Linked DNA regions of Zea mays: regions 1 and 2 are each linked to region 3. A link is a contact called in public Hi-C data. All regions are on one chromosome and are shown on one strand. Each heading gives the region's core, a stretch centred on a gene start, on an enhancer-like site or on the middle of the called end of the contact. The rest is flanking DNA. Distances are from core to core; before and after follow the strand shown. Region 1 has its middle 20 kb from the start of LOC111589811. Region 2 has its middle 8.8 kb from the start of LOC103632828. Region 3 holds the start of LOC100191489.

Evidence for each region. Hi-C and Micro-C count contacts between places; a contact is called where the count stands out from the background.
Region 1: a contact with region 3 is called in a Hi-C map of leaf, with 5 times the contacts expected there. The contact joins the enhancer-like site here to the promoter of LOC100191489 in region 3. A contact is called at or near these places in 9 of 25 Hi-C or Micro-C datasets (bundle sheath, ear, leaf and 1 more).
Region 2: a contact with region 3 is called in a Hi-C map of tassel, with 2.3 times the contacts expected there. The contact joins the enhancer-like site here to the promoter of LOC100191489 in region 3. A contact is called at or near these places in 5 of 25 Hi-C or Micro-C datasets (ear, leaf, tassel and 1 more).

Annotation. Positions count from the first base shown.
Region 1 is chr7:127,773,042-127,775,741 of Zm-B73-REFERENCE-NAM-5.0, reverse strand. No RefSeq gene overlaps it. Among protein-coding and RNA genes, the nearest start is that of LOC111589811, 20 kb to the right of the region's middle. Within about 2 kb of position 1,316, at least 17 of the 20 cell types and tissues checked have an H3K27ac peak or open chromatin away from gene starts, as enhancers often do. A contact at or near this core is called in bundle sheath, ear, leaf and 1 more, where this site is marked.
Region 2 is chr7:127,933,685-127,936,384 of Zm-B73-REFERENCE-NAM-5.0, reverse strand. No RefSeq gene overlaps it. Among protein-coding and RNA genes, the nearest start is that of LOC103632828, 8.8 kb to the left of the region's middle. Within about 2 kb of position 1,319, at least 14 of the 20 cell types and tissues checked have an H3K27ac peak or open chromatin away from gene starts, as enhancers often do. A contact at or near this core is called in ear, leaf and tassel, where this site is marked.
Region 3 is chr7:127,854,541-127,857,240 of Zm-B73-REFERENCE-NAM-5.0, reverse strand. It overlaps LOC100191489, which reads left to right and starts at 1,289. Exons shown (of 6, transcript NM_001136921.1): 1 at 1,289-1,937. The coding sequence starts at 1,492.

The DNA of each region.
Region 1 (2,700 bases), core at 67-2,566, 82 kb after region 3:
CTTAGTAGATTTTAGAAGAATATAAGAGAATAGAATACTAGAAAACCACTAAGGCCTTGTTTGTTTGCGTCGGATTGCACCCGGAATCATTCCAACTAATTAAAGTTTCTATAAATTAGAGAAGCAATCCGGTTAGGAATCGTTCCAACCCACCAATCCGACACAAACGAACAAGGCCTAAAAAGTCTTGTGATGTTTATAAAGTACAAAAGGCCTCATGATGACATATAGAAAATCAAGTAGCCTTGAGTTTATAGGATACTCAGACTTGGATTATGTGGGATGTAAAGAAGCTAGAAAGTCTATACCATATTACATATTCGTACTTGTGGGAGGATAGAAAGCTCAAAAGAAACTATCACAACATCGTCAATAATGTATGCTAAATTTGTTGCATGTTATGAGGCAACATGATAGGCTATATGGATAAAGAAATTTATACCCAGTTTTAAAATGGTAGACAACACAACAAAACCACTAAAGCTATATTGCGTTAATGAACTAGATGTATGTTACTCCTATAACAACAATTCAAGTATTACTACCAAACATATTTACATCAATTACTATGTTGTAAAAGAGAGACCATTATCAAACAATTAAACTTGAGCATATAAACACAGAGCAAATGCTTGTGAATCCACTTGTTAAAGGGGTTCCATCCAAGATGTTCAAAAAAACACATAACTAGTATGGATTTAATGCAACACTATTCTAGATTAAGGGATCATCAATGCAACCATCTCCCTCAAGAATAAGTTCTCTACTTTGATATGGAAAGGCGTACTATATTTGTTAAGTTCAGTAGCATATAACTAGTTTTCATAATGCCTTGTTCCTAGTGTACCGATCTATTGAGGAGTAAGACGGGTGAAGGGACGAGTATGGGACAATGATAACTTGATAAGATAGGGTTTAGACTAATTAAAAGAAATATTGTCTAACACTCGTCGAAATGGTTTAGATATGTCCAATAAAAACATTCAGATACACCAATGCACAGTGGAGTAGCATTAGAATAGGGACAAGAGAAAATCAAAATTAACACAGAAAGCTTGAAGGAAAAGGGTGGTAGGTCCACTATGAGAGAGGCCAAAACCGCCGAAGGCGCGAGGCTCGTGGCGACCACGTTCCCCCAACCTCCTGCGCCGCGCGATCGCAAGCATGTGACGTGAAAGCGGCGCGCTACCCAGCAGACCAGGCCACCCCCCGGCCCCCGATCCGCTTCCGTTCAGCCGGTCCCATCCCAGCACCGCGGGGCGGGCGGCATTCAAGGGAAGCGGCTGCCCGCCGAGCACCTGCAGCAACGTACAGTGCGCGCCCACTCTGCGTGGGCGGGTCTAGGTTCTGGTACGTGTACGTGCGTCCGGCGAGGCCGCGACCGCTGATGGAGCGAACCGCAAATCGCTCGCGCCGCGGAGGAAAGGCACTCGGGGCGTGCTCTCTGGCCAGGCCTCTGCTGGCTGAGGCTGACTGCCTCCGTTTTTGGCTCCGACGTCCGCGTCTTTCTGAGCTACGCCAGGCCCGACCGCAACCACCGAGCGTGTCGCGGGCATGGCCCGGTTGCCCGCCCGTCTACCGTGCTGTTCATTTATGAGAGATTTTCCCTTTTATTTTCATATTGGGAAATTAAAAAAAATGAAAAAAGGCCAGCAGAGCTGGGCCGCTGGCAGGCCGCTGCCGAGCAGCCCAGCCGGCTGGCCGATCCCCATCGCGTGCATGCGCATGTATCGAACGGCTGAGAGCAGGCTGGCAGAAGGAGTAGAGCATCGAGCGTGCGCAAGGGACGGGCAGAGGCGATTCGGAGAAGGCCGAGCTTCGGGGTGGCGGCGGCGTTCAATGGATTACGATCCGCGCGGCTCGTTCGTCCGGAATCTCGGTGAAATCCGTTTGCCTTCTCCCCTCTCAGCTCCTTAAATGGGAGTTCGATCCCCTGGCCGTAAATCATCTCTCTCAGCATACGCTCGTATCAGCCTTCTCTCCCAGTTCACTGCTCCAATCGAATCTCGATCGATTTGTTCGATCTTCTGTTGTGATTCTCGCTGGTGGTGATTGGAAGAGGGTAGAGGTGATCCCTGCGCTCGTGCAGCTTGGTCTGTGTGCGCTCAGTTGCATTACCAGTGCTCCAGGGTAGAGTGCTCTGTCGGCTCTGATTGTTGTCCACCGTGGCCTGGTGCTTGGGCTCCCTGCTGCGCGGTGTTCCTCTTCTCGGGCTGGTGCCGAGGACGTCTCCCTCGGCTCCGGCAGCGGCTCCAGTATCTCCGTCAACCTCCCGCCGTGCAGGTCCGGACGTGGGCGGCGGAATTGGTTTTCTGGGACAGAACCTCGTGTTCGCTGAGCTGGTCTTCCCACGTAGACAATCTACGTGCTGTGAGTTACCCGTTGCCTCTATTTATTTATTGAATAATTTTGTGCTATCTGCTAGTATTATTTACTTGGGTGTGATTGCACAATTTGTGGGCGGATTATGTGCTCGATGATGATAGCGGTGTAGTGAGACGACGTGACAGTCTGGGTTTTAGTGTGTTGTTATTTTCAGCATTGATATTATTTGTGCCTAGTTATTTCTTACTATTGTACAAGCTGATTATTTAAGTTCATTATTGTTCCTTAATTCTTATGCACACTGTTTTGATCTTAATATTCATGCTTGATTTCTAGGCTCATAATATTTGATCTAAAACCCTGATTTGGTAAGAT
Region 2 (2,700 bases), core at 70-2,569, 79 kb before region 3:
GCAGTGTGGAGACGAGGCTGACAATCGGGGCCCGCCATGTCAGCGACAGTAACAGCGCAGCGGAAGTGGAGTGGGCTGCACGGTAATATTTCTTGGTGGGCCGAAATGGGGTGCTGAGGCCCAGTTAGGGGTTCTATTCATTTTCTCTTTTATATTTTTACTTTTCCCTTTTCTTTTCTCTTTTAAATTCGAAATTAAATCCCAAATTTGAATTTATAAATGTGAAGTTCATACTTAAATCCACTGTATAATTTCAAATACCAATAGGAACCTGGTTGGATTATTTTACATTTGTTTGTTCTTATATGTAAGCATTTTCTTCTCTTGTTTCAATTCTAGAATTTTCCTTTAGGATTTAAATTCTAATTTGGGTATTAACATATTTTTTTTTACATTGTTGTCACAAAATGCACACAACATGAAATCCAACATGATGCATGATTTAATTGAGTGTCTTTTGTTACTTATTTATTTGTGTAAGTAATGTGTCCACATGAAATGATACACATTGGTAGTACATATAGAGATAGGGTGATATAATTCCTCTTTTAGATCTTTCTTACCAAGTGGGTATTACAGGGCCACTCCTCGTCAACCATAGGCGGACGAAACGGAGAAGAAAACCAACCACCACTAAAGCTGGAACGCGACGCGCTCGGAAGAGACCAGAGGCGAGAGAGAAACGACGCGAAATGTGGAAAAGAATGAGCACCGATGATATCGGGCGGAAACCCTAACTCCTTACCTGAAGAAAACCCTACTCCACGTGTCGACGCCTTCCGCCCTTCGCACTGGGCCGAGTCCGAAGACACCACCCCGGAAGACCAACCTATCCAGCGCGACCGTGAGGGGGAGGCCCATGGACCACGGACGCGTCGATACGGGTCGGCGATGAACAGGAAGAAGATGACAAGGCGGGAGCAGGGCCCCTACCTTTTTTTCCCGCCTACGCATCCTCCTCCGCAGCCAAAGATGGTATCCCCCTATGCTCATGGCTCATGCCATCATGTTTACAAGAGAAGAGATTGATGCTTATGATATATTTCCCTTTTCGAATATTTGTCGTTCGCTAATTCATTTTTGAACTAAATCACGACAAATAACAAAGAACGAGCAAGTAGAATGAATATAATTAGATTTATTATTTAATATATATTTATAATATATTTAACTGGAAACCTAGTAAAACGAGATTTATTTTTTCAAAAAAAATGAATAGAGGTAGTACGAGGCCGGTCGAGGTTCTAGCCCATTATCCTGGCCCATTTCGGTGCCTTGTCGACTTTGAATGTTTTTTCTTCTCCTTTTTGAACTTTATTACAGAGACGACCATGGTCTAGACTGGACCGGAAATGGGCTACTTGCGTCGATTGTCGAATTCGTAAGGCACCAATAAGCGGGCCTCGTCGTTCAGATGGATTGATGGTCAAATATTCAACTTATTTGTTCCGACTTGTGCCTACGCAAACAAGAATGCATCTTCCAGTCATGTTGACGTGGCGTGTCTCTACTATATTAAAGCACCAGCTTCAACAGTCATCTTTTTACAAATAATCTCTCACATCTATTTCAAATTAAAGCATAAACGGCAGCCCGGCACAGATCCACTAGAGGACGCCATCTAACCAATAGAACATCATACTCAAGTGTCTTTAATATAGAATATAAATTGTACACATGTATATACGTTTTTTGTAAAATAAAAAATATAATCGTGTTGGGCAGGGCCAGCACTATGGACCGAGGCTACAACCCAAGCACGACACGTCGCTCGTGCCGGACTGGCCTAGGCACTATTAAATGAGCTGTGCCACGGACCGGACCGCTAGACACGGTCGATTTGGCCATCTATACTTCCACACAATAATGATGGTCCTCGCCTCAGTTACCTCCACCTTGTTCTCCATCCTGCTTCTTTTCTCTCCCCCTAATTCCTTCGCCTCCGTGCCACCCCATTCTTGTTAGGAGGGCGTGGAAGTAGGCACCTTCTCCCCGTATTCGTCTGACACAAGCCCCGACACCGACCCGCGCAGTGGCTATTGCACGTCTACAAGGGTGTTTCACAGCATGCGCGCACCATCATTTTTGTCGTCGTCAGACGCCTCGTTCGTCTTCTCGGCCTTCGCCATGTTCTTCCTCCCCAACCTACTGCCCTCGCTCACGAATGTAGCTATGAGCCGACCGACGCTCGTCGACGCGAGTACGGTGCGAGTCGGTGGTGCGAGTCGGTCTTGCTCGTGGCCTTTCTTCGTGCGTGACACCGAGGAGGACACAATGGCGCCTGCCACGCTTAGGTTATCTTGGCGATGAGGAGTCTAAGTCTGAGATATTGGACAATATATGTTAGAATTTGGAGATCCATGCAGGCACTATCACAGGATGCTCGTTCCTTGTGTTCTTGGCTCTTTGATGCATTAGGTCGTTTCTGAGACCACATTGGCGCAATGGACTCCATAGTGTTTGAGGTTGTTGAATTGGATGGAACAAGAATGATTTGTCATGCTAACAGTAAAAAGGAAAGGTTATTTGTTGGTTTTAAACATTAGTAATTGCTACGAAGTACCATAATTTATATGGAGCGCATTCAGTTTTTATTGATGCCTGACTTTAGCAACCACTCTATATTTTGATCTATCTTTTTTATAAATTTGAGTTCATGTGACTTATTTTAGAAACTTGAGCTCACAAACTTTCTCTTAT
Region 3 (2,700 bases), core at 40-2,539:
ACCGACCGTTTCCGACCGTTTTCATCTCTATGTGCCGTCATAATTCGCGATCATTATACTAGTCTATTTTATAATGTCTTAAAATAATGTAAGCATGTGATATTTACGTCGAAACATAAATAAGAGATTGTTTATAAAATGTTGTCACCGCATGATTTATAATTAATAATGTAAAATGCTTAATCGTACTAATTCCAAAAAATACTTCCTCTATTTTTTATTTAACGTTTTATAGTTTATTTTTGTACCATTTAGCATTAAATATAAAAATATAGTGGTAGTATAAAATTGTATTGGATATGTTCGCGTTCAATTCTTCTTAATATATGGGGTGCCGTTCTCCTGCGTCGAGAAAAAAAATGTTCCCATTCAATAGCGGGTGAGAGAGATAAAAGAAAAAAAAACGTTTCAGCTGTAGGCTTACCGCTGATCAAATCACATTAGGGCTTATTCATTTTACTCTGAATTAAATGGATTTAAATACCAAACAAATTAAAAATCTTTTATAAACTTTTCTAACTCATCCAATCTATATGAGACTTTATTTGGTTAATCCCGTTATTTATAGATTGGATAGTATTAAAAAAATTATAAAGAAATTTAGGGTGTGTTTAGTTTGGCTTTTGCCCCCTAAAAACCAAAAACCAATTAAAGGGCTGGATCCAGGAAGCAGCTTTTTCTAAAAGCCGACTTGCAGTGTAAAACTGAAAGCACCCTTGGACCTGCTTTTAGTGGCTTTTGGATGGAACTGTGAAAACATATATCGAAGAACTTTTAACGACTTTTAGTGGTTTCCACCAAACTGTTTTTAACTTTTTAACAGCTCATAGCCTACACCAGCTTTTTCCACAGCTCATAATAACTTTTTTCACAGCCACAGCCTAACCAAATAGATTCTTAACTTACTTGTTATTTAAATCCATCCAATCTAACTCAATTCATTGAGAGCTAAACGAACAAGTCTCACAATAGAAATAACCGAACCATATAATGGTGGTAACCGACATGGTCTACCTCTGCCAGTCTGGCCCCACGAAGCGTTGAACCCATCCTTCCCTGCCGTCAGTTGAGCCAGCCACCTCTCAGCCCCCACCTCGTCTCACCGCATTCCATGAACGGAGTCCTCCTGCACCTACCGCTGCCGATCCCACTGCCCCACAGATCAGCCGCACATATCTGGCTTCACGATTCAGTCGAGCGTTGTACCCGCCTACGTGCACCGGGCGCATGGGAGCGATCGTTGTGGACCTGTGGCGCGGCGGTGTCCCCCAGCCTCTTCTCTCCCTCTCGCGCGACCTCACAAGCGCGAACCCCACGAAGCCGGAGCCAAGCCACGACGGGTCGACCGGTCGACGGCCCCTCGACCTGCCCGCCTCGCTTCCTCCGACGCCTAGGGTTTTCTACCGGACGCCGCCGCCGCCGCAGCAGCGGCCCGGGATGCAGGTGTGCCCGCGCAGTTAGCCGCCGTCGGACCCACCGCCGCCGCGCGCCATGTCATTCTTGCGGCGGCGAAAGCCGCTGCCGCCCTCTGACGGTGACGAGTCCGACCACGACGACAACGACAAGGGGAAGAAGCCGTCCTCATCCTCCGGGTCGCCGTCCAAGGAGCCCACGAAGCGGACCAAGGCCAAGTGGTCGTGCGTGGACAGCTGCTGCTGGCTGGTCGGGTGCGTGTGCTCCGCCTGGTGGCTGCTGCTCTTTCTATACAACGCGATGCCGGCCTCGTTCCCGCAGTATGTCACCGAGGCCATCACGGGGCCGCTCCCGGACCCGCCCGGGGTCAAGCTGCAGAAGGAGGGGCTGCGAGTTAAGCACCCCGTCGTCTTCGTCCCGGGCATCGTCACCGGGGGCCTGGAGTTATGGGAGGGGCACCACTGCGCCGAGGGGCTCTTCCGCAAGCGGCTATGGGGCGGCACATTTGGTGACGTATACAAGAGGTGCTTTCTCCTCCTTCATTTTTGTTTTGTTTTCGTTTCCGGAATCACAGTAGTCCTCGTGAATTTTTATTGTAACTACCACTGCAGTTGTGTCTGGTTTATGAAAGTTTGTTTGGTTTTTGGTTGGTTGGACTTATCAATTGAATGTTTGTTGCTTATTACATCACTTGTTCTTTAAGTTTACTTTTGGTCGTTGATGTTGTCTTTAGAAAATACAGGTTCAATGTTTTGCTAATGTTGCTCGGAACAGTCCAACGTTACTCTATTATGTACTTTCTATTTTTTTCGTAAATGCCATTGATAGTCAATCGGCCTGGTCTTTTATATATTTGTATTCAAGATTTTAATTCGTATGAGACTTTGAGATGTCTTTTAAGTTTTAAGGAAATTCTTCTTTTGAGAGCCGTGGAGCTATCTCAGGGAAAGAGTTCTCACTGGGATCTCGGCAATGATAATTCCTCTATGTTTTATCTTTTTTTGTTCTTATGCAAGGGTCCAAAAGTTTCTTATATTTGATTTTGGCTTGTGCTTGGTGAGTAGGTTGGTGGCCTGTTTGGTCCCAATCTATCTTTTAGCTATGTGCCTTCTCAAGACCTGAAATGTAGCAGCAAGAACGTCTTACTGCTGTCTTGAATTGATGCGGTGTTTTTTTTTTTTGAGAGAGAGGGCGTTGAGATTTTTGTTAGTATCACCAGTGGAACTTTAAAGTGCGCAACTATGTGCACTTTGGACCTGCATGGAGCTGGTGTCTTGTGAAACTAAA